Regions from separate parts of the Danio rerio genome. Here region 2 is linked to region 1. The links are chromatin contacts, called in public Micro-C maps. All regions are on one chromosome and are shown on one strand. The core of a region is the stretch at or near the end of the contact, and the rest is flanking DNA. Distances in the headings are between cores, read along the strand shown. Region 1 holds the start of zgc:194210. Region 2 holds the start of phf20l1 (PHD finger protein 20 like 1).

Region 1 (3,133 bases), core at 220-2,719:
CTTTCGGTTAATTTAGCTCTACTTTTCATGCAGCCTCCAGCAATAAACGTCCCAAGTAGTAATTAACATTTTTGACATTTTTATGTAATTAAATAAAGAAAAAGAAATGTTTAGCTCTCGTAGAAAGCTATGTTTAATGTTTCATCTAAACCTATACATTGTGTGACAGCTATTTTTTAAATCTTCAAATTACAAAATGATTGCACAATGTTAAATTCGACAGGGTTATGGAAAGCTAATACAATGTTTACTATGTAAGCTAATTTCAGTTTTATACAGGTAATACGTTTTTCCTAAATAAACCGAGATGACTAAAAACAATACAATGAGACGGACAAATGATGTTTTCAGATGTTTTCCTCTTACAAGTGTTCATTTTAAGAATAGAATTCTGCACGTCTGTGGCGTAGCAGGTTTCAGAGCTCAAATAGGTTAGGCGGTCCTTTTCTCCCATCTAGTGGTCATATAAGATTTTCCATTTCAAAAAAATGTTTAAATAATGCTTTTAAACGGATTACGAGTTTTACATTTGTTATAATGGTATATTTTCATGTTTTGCTGTGTAGGTTGAATACAGGTAAGTTTGTTTAAGTCTCCCTCTCACACACACAAACTAAATCAAATTTTTATTGTTTTGCATGTGCTTCCACAAACCACCACAAATTATTAATTATTTGGTTCAATGTTTCAACATAATTCCTAGTTAAAGGCCTAGCTCACCCCCCAAAATAAAAGTATGATATATGAAAATATTCCCCTTCTATCATGGAGTTTTTTTTTCTCTGTTGAATACCAAATAATACCTGTAACGACTGACTTATTTGAAAACATTCTGGGATGGTTAACTGTTACCGGGTACCGGGATTTTTTACAAGAACTTCTTTTGTGTTAAAAAGAAAGAAACTCAAAACAGTTTTGAGTGAGTAAACAATGCCAAAATCATCTCACTGGTAGAACTGTCCCTCAAGGTTTACATTAACATTTTAATTTAGCTGCTTGTAACAATAATTGTTAAGAAAATATTTACAGTATACCTTAAAATTGTGATTGAAAACATGGATTTGTGCCCGACAGTAAGTATTTGAATATTCTTAACTTAATTACATCAGTTGTTTAACTTGAATTGGTCACCATATTCATCATTCTTGATTCTTTATCATCTAAACCCCCCCCCCCCCAACCTGTGTTAATTTAAACTTCTTCAACTCCTTTCTGTGGATTGTAAACACTGAATAGACAAGAAAAGCCTTTAATCTAATGGATTTGTCACAATGGTACAAACAAAATCCTTCTCTGTGAAGGAAGGAAATGCCATGGGGGAAATTCATCCCCTTTATTATTAGAAAACACACCTGCCATTCAGGCCGAGAGTATTTGCTGGTTTCTAAGGCCTCATCTCCAGTGTCCCTTAACTGCTCACCTGTGACCCTATTGTCCAGATCAAGCATTTAAAGCCACAAATGACACATGAACCCCTCAGAAGGACATCAGCCCTCAGAATGAAGCTGTAAGTTACTCTCTTCTATTTTGCCTGAGTTTTGTCAAGATGTTTAGTCAGCATTTTCCACCATGAAATTCAGTATCTGTGTTACTAATGTTCAAATATGTAGGATTGTTTTATGATGGCTGGTGTAAAATTAATGATATTGAACGATGAGAGGCACAGCTCAACAATATAAAATGTGTGTTTATGTTTCACTTATGTTGACCTTTGGAAAATGTTATATTTTTCCCTTTCGTTCTCCATTCTGGCTTAGGATCAGCAGCTCCCTGACTCTTCTAGTCTTTATAAATGCTGTGTTTTCAGCAGCTATGAGAGGTAAACCTCATGTCATTTTGTAAAGTTTTAGACAATACCATAATCGATTTTTTAACAACTAAATATTTTCTGAAGAGCAGTAACTGAAAATTAATATAAGATGGTTTATTTTATTTGTCTGTTTTTACTAGATGGGGGTGAAGATTTGATACATTTTCTTAAGGGTAAGAATGTTTTGTTTTCCTGTTAAATTTTGCTAATTTGCTTAAATGCTATTTTTCATGTTAGGGAAAGTTTCTTTTAAAAGTAGGCTAATATACTATTACAATTATAAACCTAGTTGAGATGGGGGAATAAAAAAAACTAATAGTTTATAGTTAATATTCAAAAATAAGATACTTTTAAAATAAAGTAATAACACATTTAGTTATTTTGTAAGTGCCTCAAGATTGTAATAAAAAACTTTTAAAGAAACATCCCCCAACACTGCTCACTAGTACTACTAACTAAGTTTTTCCTTCCCCTTTTGTACATTCTCTCCTCAGATGCCTTTGAAATGAATCAGACTCTGGACCAAACTGAACCCACACAGCTCTCAGGTCTGTTAAATTTGATTCAGTCAGGGATGAATTATATAACGCTGTACCGATGAAGATTATCAGAAGTTGACCCAACACCACAAATCACTCACTTTGATAATACTGTATGAGTTCAGTTTGTTTTCTGCTGAATGCAATCTTGACATGCTAGATTGAAGAATGAATCACTATTTACCTCTAATGGATTTGCAAAAAGGTCCTTTTAAGTTGCAAGATTTTCGATTCATTTGTTAAGAGTAAGTGCAGGATGTTAGACAGCCTAACTAAGTAACTGTAACCTGAGTATAAATACGTAAATAGGCTACTATTAAAATCAATTTGCAAGAAATGCCACTCTATATGTATAAAAGAATAATGATAAAAGAATAAAAAAAGTCAGAATTATTAGCCTCCTTCGATTTTTTTTTTTTTTTTCTTTTTTAAATATTTCCCAAATTATGTTTAACAGAGCAAGGAAATGTTCACAGTATGTCTGTTAATATTTTTTTCTATTATTGGTTTAATTATGGCTAGAATAAAAGCAGTTTTAATAATAATAAAAAAAATAACATTTTAAGGTCAAAATTATTAGCCCCTTTACGCAAATTTTTTGTCGACATCGACTAATTACCCTAACCTGCCTAGTTAACCTAATAAACCTAATTAAGCCTTTAAATGTCACTTTAAACTGTATAGAAGTATCTTGAAAAATATCAAGTAAAATATTATTTACTGTAATCATGGCAAAGATACAATAAATCAGTTATTAGAAATGAGTAAATAAAACTAAAGTTTT
Region 2 (3,133 bases), core at 447-2,946, 190 kb before region 1:
TTCATATTTAGATTTCATGTCCCACGGCTTAGTCCATTATTTGGGGTTGCCACAGCGGAATAAACCGCCAACTATTCCGTAATGTTTTACACAGCAGTTGCCCTTCCAGCTGCATCCCAGTATTGGGAAATATTTGGATTTCACATTCATTCATCATTCATTCATTCATTCATTCATTTTCTATTGGCCTAGTCCATTTATTCATCAGGGGTCTTCACAACGGACTGAACTGCCATCTTATCCAACATATGTTCTACATAGCAAATGCTCTTCCAGCTGCAATCCAGCACTGGGAAACATCCATACACTCTCAATCACACACATACACTTTGGCCAATTTAATTTACTGAATTCTCCTATAGCGCATGTCTTTGAAGTGTGGGGGAAACCCATGTGAACACAAGGAGAACATGCAAACTCCACACAGAAATGTCAACTGACCTAGTTGGGACTCGAACCAGTAAGCTTCTTGCTGTTAGGTGATAGTGCTAACCACTGTGCCACCGTGTCACCCATGGATTTCACATTAATAATATAAATGTCATACACGGAACATATTTAAAAGTATATTTTAAAGTATTCTGAAGTTTGCATATTTCTACATACAACAACTATAAAACTGCACGCCAGATCTTTGAAATGGATGCCCTTACACAATGGCAATTTACTAAGTTACCCCAGAGTCAGGTAAAATTTGTATAACGCCTAATTATGTAACTTTATCTTGAGTTGTGAACCACAGAGAACCAAATGCTCAAAACACCTACAGTACAGTACACTGTATGAATATCTTCTACTTGTTTTAAAAGTGATTCTAGAAAATGGCACCAAAAAGATTTTGAATAATGCTGGACAAGCAGAATACAGCAATGAGCTTAGGTGATTCTATGCTCTTCGATAGTTATACGACCACAATATGCTGCAGACCAGACGTTGGATGTTTAAATTCACTGCAATGTAAATTTGCTGTACCTACGATATAAATGTTTTTCTTGAAAATATATTTGCTTCAGATTTTTAAATAGTTGATTACATTTTTTAAAATTTGTATTTTTTTTTAAATAAATACAATAGCATAGATAATGTAATACTTTTTTAAAGTTTTAAAATTAACAACAGCATCATTGTAAATAAAACTGCTGAGCTGCACATGGTGAAAGGTGTTCATTTGTCTCCCAAGTTATCAATAAATCTATACTAAAACTAATATTAATTAATTAATGCTAATCTATAATTTATACATGACTTGATATCATTAATGTTTAAACATAAATTGTCAGCTAATTCTATTTATTATGTGCTAGTTAAATAATTAAAATGAAAGACAAAGCAGAAACCAAGGTTCTTATATAGAGAACTGAACACTAAAATATACTTTTTTTTCACTGTTTATGATTTAACACAACTGAATATTTTCCAAAAACAGAAATACACTTGACTTTTTTTGAGGTGAGCTTTTAAGTTTAGAATTTAACATTGACCACTTTCTTTGTATCTGTATAACTTGATAGCAGTTCGAAGATGTCGCACAGAAGATCTACTCCACTTCAACTTCAAGCGAAAGTAAGACTGCTACTGTCTCTTTTACAACAAAACAAAACAAACACAAAAGCGTCTGATTATTGGTCACGTGTCGGTCTGCGGTGCGCGTGCCCTCGGGCATTTTGTACGTCGCGTGCGTGCGCGCACACGTTCAGTTTGGTTAAAACTAACTGAGCTGGAATGAACACAATACACTATAGGAATTAATTGCTATTCTCTCAATGAATTTGCAAAGGTAAATCTACATGTCACGCATACAGCGGAGGTCAGAAAGCAACTGTCATTCTTCGAGTCGTGTTAACAAAGACACTGTCCTGTCATTTTTTTTTCATCTTTTTTTGCACATAGTTTTATCCCCTCGGAACGGTTTAGCTAGTCAGCTGGTACAGCATTAGCTGTTTGCTAGCTCTGCTGTGCTGTGCTAACTGGACAATGAGAGGTTTGACCTAAAGTTTTGTCTTTTAAATATTGATATGTATCGTTTATGCTCACGGGTTTACTAGTGTTTTCAAGAAAACCTTGACAAATGTATTCAAGCTGGAAAATATTTACAAGAAGCTCGTTACTCTGTACCTAGCATTAGCGAGCTATGGTAATCCAGTAAAAAGAGCAAACTGCCCTCCTAATATTATCATTTGTTTTTTTCAGGATTAAATTTGCATCAGGGTTTTTTAGAGAGTTCGGTTTTATATATGTGGTTGCAGTAGTTTAAAATGGGGATTTATTTTGTGTGCCAAGCTGCCATAAGTGAAGTACAGTAGCTGGTTAGCTCAGTTAGCCACTGTCCAGCTTGAAAGCCTATGCATTCACAGTTCTTTTTGTTTTTTTGTTTTTATCTGTTGTTTGCATGCAATTGTTATGCTTCGTAACACATTAAAGTGTTAAGACTTTTGTGAAATATTGTAATTTCCCTAATAAGGAAACATGCTAGACTAGTGTACTATTCAAAGGCCTGGATTAGGTACATTTTGCAAGCTTGACAAATAGCTGAGCTCTGGAAACTGTGCATGCTTATTCGTAGATTTGCAAATACAATACTACACTTACAAATGAGTCAAAGATTTGTCTGTTTTTAATATAAAGTGGGTGATGTTAATGTCAAACATTTGACCTTACAGTGTGGTTTAGCTGATTTATATGTATAGACTCATAGGTCTTCTCTTTGCATTTATAGGTTTGTCCACAGGACGAGAGAGCGTTTGAGTCTCGAGAAAGACCTGGTTAGAGAATACTCAAAATGAGCAAAAAAACTCCAAATCGACCAGGGATCACGTTCGAGGTTGGTGCCAGGGTCGAGGCCCAGGATTATCTACAAAAATGGTATGAATACATTTTGAAGATTAATTTTTAAAACTCGACAACCCATGCCAATTGATTATAAATGAGGAAATAGATAAAAATGTGATCCATATAAGTGGAAAAATGTGAGTGTATGGTATATGATGATAAAAACACAATGTTGCTTAATTGTAGCTAAATATTTACTTAATAGGTCATTTTTTATTTGATAAAATGAATAATTGTTTGAAGTATAATATTGTCTTGCAATATGAACTGGTTCCCTATATGTAAAAACATACAAATGCCTTTT

What was found. Hi-C and Micro-C count contacts between places; a contact is called where the count stands out from the background.
Region 2: a Micro-C map of caudal fin shows a contact between it and region 1, with 6 times the contacts expected there. The contact joins the promoter of phf20l1 here to the promoter of zgc:194210 in region 1. A contact is called at or near these places in 2 of 18 Hi-C or Micro-C datasets (caudal fin and hematopoietic stem cells) and 1 of 4 datasets of contacts at active chromatin or transcription factors (caudal fin).

The regions. Positions count from the first base shown.
Region 1 is chr16:34,623,207-34,626,339 of GRCz12tu, reverse strand. It overlaps zgc:194210, which reads left to right and starts at 1,469. Exons shown (of 14, transcript NM_001130609.1): 1 at 1,469-1,507; 2 at 1,758-1,819; 3 at 1,951-1,983; 4 at 2,305-2,358. The coding sequence starts at 1,500.
Region 2 is chr16:34,814,387-34,817,519 of GRCz12tu, reverse strand. phf20l1 (PHD finger protein 20 like 1) reads left to right here and starts at 1,696. Exons shown (of 23, transcript XM_073926172.1): 1 at 1,696-1,981; 2 at 2,717-2,862. The coding sequence starts at 2,780.